3 separate regions of the Mus musculus genome follow, and regions 2 and 3 are each linked to region 1. A link is a contact called in public HiChIP or PLAC-seq data. All regions are on one chromosome and are shown on one strand. The core of a region is the stretch at or near the end of the contact, and the rest is flanking DNA. Distances in the headings are between cores, read along the strand shown. Region 1 overlaps Gm32328 (a long non-coding RNA gene). Region 2 overlaps Gm31686 (a long non-coding RNA gene). Region 3 overlaps Gm38809 (a long non-coding RNA gene).

Region 1 (4,042 bases), core at 694-3,193:
TTGAAATAGCATCTTGTAACCTGGTCCAGGCTAGCCTTGAAATTGCTCCATAGCTTGAGCTGCTCTTCAATTTACATGATCCTTTTGCCCCAGCCTCCTGAGGTAACACTGAAGCACAAGAAAAGAAACTAGGGTTTTTGTTTTTCTGTTTTTTTTTTTTAAACACATTAGTAAACTTGAAAAATCAGGCATAATGCAATGAAGTGGGCATTTAGGGAAATTAGTTTTGGGGCAGTTAATGTTTAGCAGACTGATCGTTAGTTTATGAGCTGATGGTCTGTTACTACTTAGTGCCAACTCACTCACCAGGATGACAGGGTACACCCTATAGTCTTGTGCCTATAGTCTGCGGCAGGGCAAATTGCCTTTAAGTGCATTGGTCTCTCAGGAGCAACCCAGGGACCTGCCTGGGTCACGTGACAGAGACGCTCAATGAGTCTCCACAAGACAGCTTGGTGGCTACAATGCTTATGAGTGAGCATGTTTAGCATGCAAACCCAATTCCGACTCCAGGTTTTATGGTCTTTCCTCTGTCTCCTTCCACCTCATCAGAATATCAGCATGCGAGCATTAACATTCCTGTAAATATTTTTATGGAAACAGCTATCAAGTCTGAGCTCTGAAGTCTTGTAAGGGCTTCCTGGGCTGCTTTAGTAGAATCATATTTATGTACTTCATTCCTCACAAACTTCATGTGAGGAAGGCTGAAGAAAAAAAAAAAACTACTCCACCCCCGAGACCCCAAAGCAACCAACCTGCCCTTTGTCCCCATGTGTAACAGGTGCTGTTAAATGACTGTAGACTCACAGTTGATAAAAAGGAACATAGAAGGCTTCAACGACAACACCCACCTCCGAAAAGTAACAGCCCAGACAGAAAGCCATTGAAGAGAACTCTTGAGAATTGTGATAAAAATCCTGCAGTGTAACTCTCCATTATTGATGGCTTCTGGTAGGGGTGTGAATGGGGAAGGACTCAGTTTTCTTTAAGGGGCTGGCCCTTGGGAATTTGACCATGCTCCATTGAGAGTATATAGGCAACACAAAGTGGCCATTTTTCTTCTTTTTTCTTTTGAGGGGGGTCACAAAGGTGAGGAGGGTGAACTTGGGAGGACTGGGAATGAGTGTGATCAGGGTGCATGATGTGAAATTCCCAAATAATCAATAACCAATGAAAATATCCTGACACCGTAATACAGGAATCGAGAGATGGGCTGGGCCATACCATTCCGCTCCATCCAGCCTTACAAATCTTATGTCCACTTGATATGGGGAGATATCTATCCACTATTTGTCAGACAGATGACTTGAGCATACTGCACCCCACGGGAATGGCTGCCATAGTCCCTGCTCTTTCAGACCCACCACCCTCTGTAGACTTTGCTACTCTTTCCTATAAGTTCATTCTGTCCTTTTCCAAGACTATCCCTCCAGTGTGCTCAGGCCAGATCCTCACATAGCAGAGGCTTGGCTGTGCTGTGAGGGCACAAGTCAACAAACTTGGTTGGATCTGCACAGTCCACAGATAGCGGCCAGTAGACACAGTTGACAGAGAATTTCACCGGGGCACAAGGTAAGGGCCAAAACCGTTTCTACTGAGTATCTCATCCCAGGAAATGGGGGGCTCTGACCTCACTCTGTGGTGAGGACACCGATGAAGGACTGCTGTAAGCTCGGTCCTCTCCTGGGCATTCTCCATCTCACGCCCACTCCACACGCTCAGCTGTAGGTCTCTCCTTTCCCTCCCCATAAAACTTTTAATAAAAGATGACGTTCTTAAAACAAAGGCTATTTTCTTCAAAATCCTTTTTGGTGGCCATCTAATAGTTTTTTTTTAAATATATAATAAAAACAGGCTGTTAACACTAGAGACGTTCTTTAGGCAGGACTTGCACTTAGTGGGCACCCTGGGGACTCACCCAGACTGCAGGGCTGTAGAGAGGTCTGTGGCTGGAAGCTGCTGTGCTCTGCAGCTGCGGAAATTTGTTTTTTAAACAGTTTTTATGGAGTTATAACAGGACTCAGCCCTGCGACCAAAGGCTAATGCATTCTGGTGAGATTTTAACTCCCCCTTTCCAACATCATCTTTGTCAAGGGTCAAGAGAATGTGTGAAGTATGGTGTCCTAGGCCAACATCTTTCTTTGACATTTTTTATCTTCAAAAGAGCAGAATTGCTCTTAATTGTATGTATTTTCTTTACATTACATGCATATATGGACAAGACTAGTTACCCTAAACTAGGCAATACATTTACCTGCACTAACTTGTTAATGTAGTCAGCCTGCAGCTGCCTGCAACAGACTGAATACATTGTTTTGCTTTTCAAGCTGTCATGATGGGCACAGCTCTATTTTAAAGCATTTTCACTTTCTAATTGATTTTAGCTTCACACTAATATTTTTTTTTTTAAAAAAGAAGGCTCTTATATTGTTCTACATAAAAGGTAAAGGAAAAAAAAGAAGGTTCTTGCTCAAAATAAAGTGTCAAGGAAAATGTCAAAGATTAAAATTTATCTTAAGGGGTTTGCAACCCTATAGGAAGAACAATATCAACCAACCAGAACTCCTGGAGCTCCTAGGGACTAAAACACCAACCAAGGAGTACACAGGGCTCCAGCTGCATATGTAGCAGAGGATGACCTTGTCATGCATCAATGGGAGGAGAGGTCCTTGGTCCTATGAAGGCTCGATAGATGCCCCAGTGTAGGGGAATCGAGGGTGGGGAGGTGGGAGTGGGTGGGTGGGTAGAGAAACACCCTTATAGAACTAGGGGGATGGGATAGGGGTTTTTTGGAAGGAAACTAGGTAAGGGGGTGACACTTGAAATGTAAATAGATTTAAACATAAATAAATAAAAAGAAAAAAATCTAAATTTATTCTTAACAGTCGAAAAAAAAACTCATCTTAAATCATCTTATCATCTTGCTTCTTTTACTCAAAGATAGCAAGTTATTTAGAAAGTTATGTTGCTAGCTCTCTCTCTCTCTCTCTCTCTCTCTCTCTCTCTCTCTCTCTCTGTGTGTGTGTGTGTGTGTGGTGTGTTTGTGTGTGTACTCTGTGTAGTTGTTTGGCCATGCATTATAATTTAAAATTAAAAAAGGAAGTATTATTTCTCTCTCTCTCTCTCTCTCTCTCTTTTTTTTTTGCATCGTGCAAGGTATATTTTGCAAAGAAATCTGGAAAACTATGTGTTTGCATTGAAAGTAGACAAACAGGCATGCCCAGCAAGCCTCCAAAGTACTAGTTCAACCCAAGGAAACAGTTGCTTTGAGGTTTGGGGAGGATAGAGGGGAGAGCAGAAGAATCTTTTAAAACAAGGAGCTGACTTAGGGGGAATGAACACGGCTCCTGTCAGGAGTCTTCACGATGACCCACAGGCAGCTGAGGAGCAGGGATGTGAAGGGTGTTGAAAGAGGAAATGACTGTGATGCAGATAAACGTGCTAAGAGCCAAGGCTGGAGCCATTAAAGGTCAAGGACAAGTGCTCTGGAAGTAATAGATGCACTGTGGGGGATTTGCACAGCTCAGCTACCGAGCACTAGCCACAGGCTTCAAGACAGCTTGGTCCAGGAAAACAGGAGAAAGAAACCTTGCCGCTTGTTAATGTCACCAAGAAATGCTGGAGCTGAGGGCACATTTGTCACATGATTGGGGCATCCTGTGCTATGGATGAAAGGTACAAAGAGGCCCTCTGGAGACTCCAAGCCTTGGGAGAGCCATTCTCAAGCCAAATAGCATCTCACACCACAGACAACCTTTTCCAATGCTGTCAGTCTAGGAAGGACCCTCATTTTCTAAAGCAGTAGCTGTCACTGAGTTTTTAGGATTGAACACATCTCCATTCTGAATTTCTCTACCCATCTGGCTTCTGGTTTATAAAGTGCTTTTAAAAGTATTATACACAATTTGAAGCCCCAAACCGGAGCAAGAGATTCAAGAAGCTCAGAGTGTCCACTACTACTCCTCGGCTTCACTAATATTTGCAGCCAGAGACAGACGGGTCTTTCTAAAGTAAAAGCATCCTGTAACCGTTTTTGACTCTT
Region 2 (4,042 bases), core at 728-3,227, 190 kb after region 1:
GCACCTAGAACTCTGTGAAGGTGATGGGTTTATAGCCTAAGGATGACCATATAACCACAGAAGAGCAGAAAAGTCCAAATAAAATTTTTTTAAAAGGAGAGAAAATGCTTTGGCTTACAGCTTTTTGCCTCCAAAGCCCATCTCTTCCCTTGGCTAATCCAACAGGCAGAAGGCTTAGCTACACATTCCACTTCTGTCTTCCCCATTTAAAAGGATTCTGGATTTAGTTAGAGTCTAAGATGAAAGAACTGTAGCCTGTAGCCAAAAGCAGAGAGATATTCTGTTCCGGCTTCCAGAGAGCCCTGCTCCCTGCGGATTGCAATGTGGCTCGCAGGCCACTGTGATCTCTTCCAGAGCAGACTCAGGCACCAGGCAACCTCTCTCACTTCCTTGCAGAGCCTCTCATGCGGGAGTCTCAGAGTTGGGAGGAATCTTAAAAGTTTTGTGGTCTTATCTTCACCCCTTCCACATCTAACATCTGCGTCTCTTAAAGGACCAAATGTCGTTATCAAACGAAAGGCAGTGGTTTGTGATAGATGAAAAGAGCCTGGCCCAGCTGTATGTAGTGAGATTTACAGAGCGAATCCATAGATGGATTCAAAGATGCAGCCTGTGGCCCAAGTGGCCCATCCGCAGAGTGTGAGTTATATCCCAGACAGACAGGCTGGACCAGAGCCTCCCTACCACAATAACAACCAACGCCCTTCAATTTTGAAGCTCTGCCCAGGCACACTCAAGCTACTTGCTGCTCCCTTTTCTATAATCCTTATTTCTTGAAAGTGCCTACACAGCTCATGCAGTTAAAAAAAAAAACCTCCATTCCAAAGCCATCATTCTTAAAAGGCAACATCTTCTTTTGTATATTCTGTGAGCAGAATTATTCATCAGCATAGAACTATCATCCTCAAGGTACCAAGGAGCAATCGACCTTCAGTGCCTTACCTGGCCTTTTACATAAGGAATATAAGAGTAAAATGACTGTTCAATTTCTCAGCAAAAGTCATTAAAAACATATATACCTTTTGACTTTGCAATTCTGCTTCTAGGAACTTATCTCAAAAAAAAACCCATATTAACCAAATAGCCAATATCATTTAAGATAATTTCCATTAGCTTGCCTAGAGAGATGGCTCAGAGGTTAAGAGTTCTTCCTGGGGTCCTAGCTCTGCTGTCACAGGCAGCTCATGACTGCTTAGAGCTTTAGCTGCAGGGGATCTGACGCCCTCTACTGGCCTCTGAGAGCACATGCATGCCCATGTGTAGACACAGACAGACAACACATACCTGTACACAGTAAAACACATCTTTAAAAGATCACACATGGCTTAATGCAATCATTATTTATTCTTAACTTAGGATGCTGTTCAAGGTGAAAGGTTAACTTCCATATGTAATTTAAGGACCCAAATCACTCTATCTTGTAATTGTGATATGAATATCAAAATCCTCCCTGACGAATGAGGAGAGAGCAAAGAGAAACAGCTGAGTTCACTAAGGATGTTGCTCATACAATTATGACTATCTTTTTATTTATTTATTTTTTTGCCAGAAGCTGGTGTAGTGGCCACAGAAACTGCAAAGGGTGCTTTGAAGTATTATGTTCAATTTTGCTTAATCGATGGCTTATTCCCAGATTATCTGAATAGAGAACATACACCCATAAACGTGACACTTATACAGCCATTAAAGAGGTTGTTCTCCCTGCCAGCTAGCTTTCATAGTCCAGACAGTTCTACGCAGGCTGTTAGGGGAAAGATCATCCAAGCTCTTACCCAGATGTGAAACCTACAAACTACAAGATCAACCTGCCTGGCAAGATGTGCAATTATGGAATTCCTATTATAGGGGTAGCCAAGCACTCTCTAATTGGACTTAAAACCTGCTCCACAAGAGGGAGCCCATGCCTGGAAGCCTGGTCAGAAACCTGTGCCCTGGAGGGGAACTGAAGACTTTGTTTAGCTGAACTGACTTTCGTGTCATGCACAAGGCACTAGTTTTAACCCCAGCCTGGGAGAAGGAGGGGGTGGCTTTGTACACACCTGCAACCCCAGTTCTTCATCAGTCCAGGCTTACATAGCCAGATCCAATCTTAAAGACAAGAAGTGTCACAGGAAAGTAGTGCATGACAGAGTACAATTACTCTGGTGATAAAAACTCTGTAAGACACAGACAGTATATCATTTCAGTATATAATCAATACAAATTAAAATAATAAAATATATGTTTCATATTTTATTGTTCTCTCTATGTGATGTCTTTAGAATCTGCATGAATTTCTCAGGATGGTATTGTTTGACCTGCCACAGTAAATGCACGTAGCCAGTAGGTATTGAATGGGCAGCAGTATGTTAGAGTGTGAGAGGGGTCCCAGTGTAGGGGATGCAGCAGTGTGAGGGAGATAGGAGGAGGACATTGTCTAAGATACACGCGGTGTTTCAAAATGCCACTGAGACCGGTCTTCACATCTAACACTGTTTGCCATGTTCATTTCCATGCTGGCCACCAGGGGTCACTAGAGAGGAAGAAGTGAATTTTTTTTCTTTTTCTTTTCTTTTTTTTTCCTAAGGAAATGCTACAGCAGAGGCCTGAAGAACGTATTCACAAGTACAGATGCTCCTCGGTTTACAACGGGACTATGTCCCCAACAAAACCATTGTAAGCTGAAAATACCATGAATCAAAATTACACGTGTACACGAAACTATGAAATACCAGTAGGCAAGATCCACCAACATGTTGTCGAGTTTATGATAACTATATTATAGTTCGTGAGATGGACTCAGTACTGGATCATAAATAAAATACAGGCCTGTGGTAAGCATACACTTCATAAATTGTTTACATTTGTAAGTTTAAACTAGCATATATTGAACTCCGTATTTGGGGTGGGGGTTGGAATGAATGTATGTTGGACTGCTAGAAAATGAAAAATGAAACAGCAAGACGAACATTGGGATCAAATTCAGAAGTGACTCTAAGTTCTAGAGTGTGCTCTGTGAACCAGAAGAGTGACAGCTACTCAGTGTCTGGGACAGAGATGTGTACTCAGTGCCACCTTAGTCTGTGATAGTCAGTAATATAGTACCCATTTCACAGATGAGGACATGGAGGCACAGAGATCTATGGTACATTGCAAAACATGGATTGTGCCTGTCCTACCTGTATGAAGTTTCACTGCGTGGGTAGAATGACCCTGAGCATGGAACGTGTGGGATATTCTACCTTAGAGCAGTCACCATAGATGCCCTGAGAAGAAGTGGCGGAGAGTAGCTAGGTCAAACCTTAATCAGAGAAAGGAGGTGATTAGACTCACACTAACCAAGAGGTGTTTTGGAAATACCAGCCTTCCCTGGTTCATCTGTCAGGATGAGTTTGAGTTAGGAAGAATCTGTAAGAAAACCACGTAATATTCCAAGGACAGATGTCAGTGGCAAAATGGCCAAAGGATTTTAGAAGCAGAGCAGGCATTGTGGCCACATCCCTGCTTTATGGAAGATGTGCCATGCTCACATGAATGATGTGCCTCACACTAAACCTTGGCACTCGACTGGGACTTTTAACTTCCCCATTCATTGGCTTTTCCACAATTAACCAATTAAAAATTCTGGAGCCATAGATATTTGGGCTGGAACTGAAGTCAGCTAGAAAAAAAAATCCCCACACAATACTACCTCTGTTTTGTACAAATAATGCCTGTCCCATTTCTCGATTGCTCCCATAAACAGTCATCTCATTTGTCCTTGACCATGGCGCCATCCTCCCTCCCTCACAAGAAGGAAGGTAGACTGAACTAATCCTCATTATTTAGGTAAACTGAGACACGAGGGAATGGGGCTCATTTCTGAGTCAAATACTCACATCCATCTCTTACATTTTTGAAATCAAAGTTTATTTTGATATAAAAAAATAAGTAAAAGTTAACACGGGTACTAAACTTAAAAAAAAAAATCAAACTCCTCAATAGAGTTTTTTGGAGAGAAAGAGCTTTACAAACATGTCATTATTTAAATTAGAAGTCAGGGTTTATCTGAGATACATCAAAA
Region 3 (4,042 bases), core at 855-3,354, 140 kb after region 1:
TTCTCTGTGACTCTGTCTCTGTCTCTCTGTCTCTGTCTCTTTCTCTTACACACACACACACACACACACACACACCTCTAAGATTTAGAGTTCTGTGTAGATGTATCCGTTCTAGACTTTCTAGCACTCTCAGAAGGTAACTTAGTCTCTTAAGACCAGGTTAAGCATCTGGACGCGTCAGCAAACAAACATGCTGTCAAATAGCCTCTCTTTCAGTTTTACAGACATATTATCCTGCACTAAAAAGCAATATGGATAAGATTTTTGATATTGGAAGATAAGTTGCACTCTGAAGCGATGGCTGTTGCTTTCCTTTCCCATGGACCTTGGTTGTCCTTGTGACAGGGACCGCCACAGTCCTGCTGAGACACACACGGTGGGAAAGATTCCTTGGAGCTTTTTCTGCAACACAGAGTGGAAGGATCTATTTAAAACAAACTGTCTTTAACTGCAACCAAGCTGGGGATCTAACCCTGCAGATTTCTAAGCCTGCTTGTGGGCGACAAGGCACAGACCCAAACGGAAAGCAGTGCAGAACCCTCGGGGAGAGGTAGACACAGTGGAGGCCAGTGCACCAATTAGGGGAGAAGCGAAACAGATGACGCCTGACATGGGCTGGAGAAAGAGGAGAGGTTTCAAATACACATTGAATTCTGTTTTCTCCAAAGGTCAGCTTTAATCAAGTTCCCATGTAAATATTACCAATATAAACCAAGTAATGGAGGTTAAATGGCTGCGCTTGAGGTCACTGACTCTTGGTCAAGCTGGAAGATTTCACATGAAATGGACCAGTTGTAATATACCTGGAGGGCCTCAGGCCCAGCCATGAAACTTGAGCCCCCTGCCTCCTCTAGCTGTCAGATGGAGTGTAGAGTGAAAGAAAGAGGGGGGCAGGGCAAACACCAGATGCATAGGGGCCCTGAGGATTTTCTAAACACATTAAGCTTAGACTCTCTGTGGCTGAGAGTAAATGGGCAATCTCATGTATGTTTGACATATATGTTAGTACTTCTTGTTTGTTGATGTCATTATGAAGGGACACCTAACAGTCCTAAGAGGATTCCCCCCTCCTTGGTTCTATGGGTCTTTGATGCATTCTTTGCAGAAGTGCTGCAAGATCTTGCTTTAGAGGCAGAGCCTCTGTGCCCAACTAGAGGAGAGCCAGGCCTGCAGGGCTCTATTCCTAATGTATAGGGGAGGAAACTGAGGTAGAAAGGTCAGATAATTTGCCTACGGCTGCAGGGTTGTAGGATGGGACTTGAATTCAGATCTGACATCAGTCCATGTCTTTAAGCACACAATTCAAATCATTTCCCTAACTGGCATCCTTAAACTGGCATCTTCTCACACCGGCTTAATCTCAGTTGTTTTCAACTGGCTTCTAAGTAAATGCAGCTTGCCATCTAAATGCCAGAGTCGCTTCTTTGGAAGATGGTCTTCTAATCAGAGATGTGGACAGATTCCCACATATTTTAAGCCTAGAGATAAACCCATGTGCAGAGCACACACACACACCATGGAGAGTGGGAAGGATGTTGGGCCAGCTCCTAAGAGTAGCAAGGGAGCCTTCCAGCAGCTACTGCTCACTAGTTCTAGGAGCTTCACTGCTGCCCCAGAAACTGTCTTGCTCGCTCTTGAACCAACCGCATGATGGGGCAGAGTGAGACTCAGTCAGGGTTTGCTTTGATGCCTTCTTCTCTGCTTCCACAGGAAATGGCCTGAGAACCCAAGGCTTCTGAAATGCTCTGCCTGTCATCTTTATGGGAACACCAGACCATAAAGTGCAGAGAGATGTGTGCAGATAACTGTGCTATCGTTTTCAAGGCAAAAAGGCTTAGTAGGGCAGAACCATGACACTGATATACAAAAGCACAAGCCTAAAGAAGCTGTGCTCATCCAGTTCCACTTTCCTGGGACTGTGGATGGAAAACACGCGCTTCACTAGAGAGAGAAGTTGATGGTGTCCCCGGGAAGCCTTGTGCCTTCAGATCTTCTGGAGCAGTTGTCTCTAAACTTCCATTCTGCAACAGGCAGGGTTTGCATGCCTGAATAACTCAACACCAGAAGTGAGAGCAGTTCATGACTCATATGTGTCCTGCACGCATCAGGGACGAAAGATGAGCAATCATGTGTGCAATGTACAGGGGATGGAGACCTAAGTAGGTCCTGGTGTGATGTTTTGGGGAAATGGTTGGAAGGATGCCCTGGGTAAGAACTGAAGGTGGACCAGCGGCTCAGAGGAAAACAGAGTAGAGAATAACTCAGAGTGAGATGAGAGGATCTCCGTGGGCTGGAGAGGTGACTCAGTGTGCTACAATGATTGCCAGCAAGCCTGACAACTCCAGTTAGAGTCCCCAAGATTCACACTGTAGAATAATAGAACAAATACCTGCAAGTTATTGTCTGACCTCCACATGAAAGTCAGATGTATGTTGCAGCCGTGCATGTGCACATTCACACAAAATAAGTAGGCAAACGCAAAAATAAAGGAACTTCCTTTGTGGAAGGTGGAGGCATTTGCTTTACCCCTCTGGCTCTCAAGCCACAAGTGAATAATAAATGAAAATGGCCTGGTCAGGCATGGTGGCCTACGTGGGAGGCAGGACTGTTGCTATGAGTTTAGGACTACCCTGATGTATATAGATTGAGACTCTTGCTTCACAAAACAAAACCAGAAAACCCAAAATAGCTCAGAGAAGCAGCATGAGGGGCTAAAGTTAGACAGCTGGCAGCTGTTCCTGTAGAAGACTGATCTACACAGACTCTTTAGTTCTGGTTCAAATTACAGTCAAAGATGAGAGATGGCAATGTGAGATCTTTTCAGGAGAAGAGACAGAAGAGAATGGGTCCTGTGCTTACTAAGGACACCAGAATTCCACAGGATTGTCCTTTATTATTAGCTTCTGTGAGCTTTGCTAAGTCACTTCACACTCCTCCTCCATAAAATTTATTTTCCTCCTCCATAAAAACTGGTACACTGATTCAGAAAATACCTGTTTATCAAATGCCCTGTAGTAATGATTAATATCACATATTTCATTCTCAAGATGTCTTGGTTTAGAGCACATGTTATGTGGTTGCCTCTCTCACAACAGTTACCATAACAATCTGATGTGAGCTCAGCTAATGTTGTTTTTCTCAGTACTGTGTAGACAGAAAGAGCCAAACAACCAGCTCCTTTTCTTTAAGAAAACAATAGAAAAAAAAAGCTCTAATTTCTTGAGTTGACCACATATTTGGTCTTCTCCCTGGGTGCTTTCCAAGTATTAGCTGATGCGACGTGCACGAACATTCTCAAGTCAGAGACAGCTCTTATACCACTGGGAGCACTGAGTCTCAAGAGGAGAAGGGCATGTGGCCTGTTTAGATCTGAACCCAGGTCTCTCGATCTTGAAGTCACTTTTCAGCTTCCTGTGATGCTGTGGTTTGGATAACACATTTTATCAACAGTCAGAGCACCAGCCCACCAAGGGCATGGTCTGGTTTTAGCCATGGTCTGGTTTTAGCCATGGTCTGGTTTTTTTGTTTTTTTGTTTTTCTTGGCTGAGAAAGCATTAACCCTATAAATCCTAAACCACATGACACTGGTGTATTCAGATGAAATACCTTCCAAACTTGAGATGATTTTCCACCAGTAACTTTTTCTTTCTTTCCTACAAAAAAAAAAAAAAAAAAAAAAACTCTAGACATGTGGACCACCATTGTCTCTGGCACTCTAAAGGTTAATATTTACTACAAAAGGCAGACCTAGAGATTACTGGGACATCATGATTCTGATTAAATCACAAGGGTGCTGTTACCCCCCCGCACAGCAGCCGGCTCAGGGATAAAAACCATCCAGCACTCTGAGGTCACACTCAGAACACAGGAAGGGCTGGAACAAAGTGAAGGATCTGAGTGCAAGGCGTAAACAACTAAGCAGGGTTGCAAAGGAGACCAGAAAGGAGCTGTCTGGGATCTGCTTCTGCTTTTGTGACTTTCAGGGCAAGGCTTGAGGCCTCTTAGATTTTCAAAGAAAAGTAACCAGAAAGGAAAGAAGAAC

What was found. HiChIP or PLAC-seq counts read pairs in DNA pulled down with a chosen protein or histone mark.
Region 2: an H3K4me3 HiChIP or PLAC-seq map of pro-B cells shows a contact between it and region 1, with 5 times the contacts expected there. The contact joins two enhancer-like sites. A contact is called at or near these places in 2 of 15 datasets of contacts at CTCF or cohesin (large pre-B cells and pro-B cells), 5 of 115 datasets of contacts at active chromatin or transcription factors (bone marrow-derived macrophages, embryonic stem cells, fibro-adipogenic progenitors and 2 more) and 1 of 9 other capture datasets (embryonic tail).
Region 3: a contact with region 1 is called in an H3K4me3 HiChIP or PLAC-seq map of pro-B cells, with 3 times the contacts expected there. The contact joins two enhancer-like sites. A contact is called at or near these places in 1 of 484 Hi-C or Micro-C datasets (liver), 5 of 115 datasets of contacts at active chromatin or transcription factors (the 230-238 cell line, bone marrow-derived macrophages, embryonic stem cells and 2 more) and 2 of 9 other capture datasets (embryonic stem cells and embryonic trunk).

The regions. Positions count from the first base shown.
Region 1 is chr6:51,122,557-51,126,598 of GRCm38.p6, reverse strand. Gm32328 (a long non-coding RNA gene) reads left to right here. Exons shown (of 4, transcript XR_377663.2): 4 at 782-1,852. Among named protein-coding and RNA genes, the nearest start is that of Gm32246, 17 kb to the left of the region's middle. Within about 2 kb of position 1,943, at least 5 of the 459 cell types and tissues checked have an H3K27ac peak or open chromatin away from gene starts, as enhancers often do. A contact at or near this core is called in pro-B cells, where this site is marked.
Region 2 is chr6:50,937,491-50,941,532 of GRCm38.p6, reverse strand. Gm31686 (a long non-coding RNA gene) reads left to right here. Exons shown (of 4, transcript XR_377658.3): 3 at 2,567-2,813. Among named protein-coding and RNA genes, the nearest start is that of Gm31686, 4.9 kb to the left of the region's middle. Within about 2 kb of position 1,977, at least 17 of the 459 cell types and tissues checked have an H3K27ac peak or open chromatin away from gene starts, as enhancers often do. A contact at or near this core is called in pro-B cells, where this site is marked.
Region 3 is chr6:50,978,638-50,982,679 of GRCm38.p6, reverse strand. All of the region lies in intron 2 of Gm38809 (a long non-coding RNA gene), which reads left to right. Among named protein-coding and RNA genes, the nearest start is that of Gm38809, 9.5 kb to the left of the region's middle. RefSeq lists an enhancer at 350-1,609. Within about 2 kb of position 2,104, at least 48 of the 459 cell types and tissues checked have an H3K27ac peak or open chromatin away from gene starts, as enhancers often do. A contact at or near this core is called in pro-B cells, where this site is marked.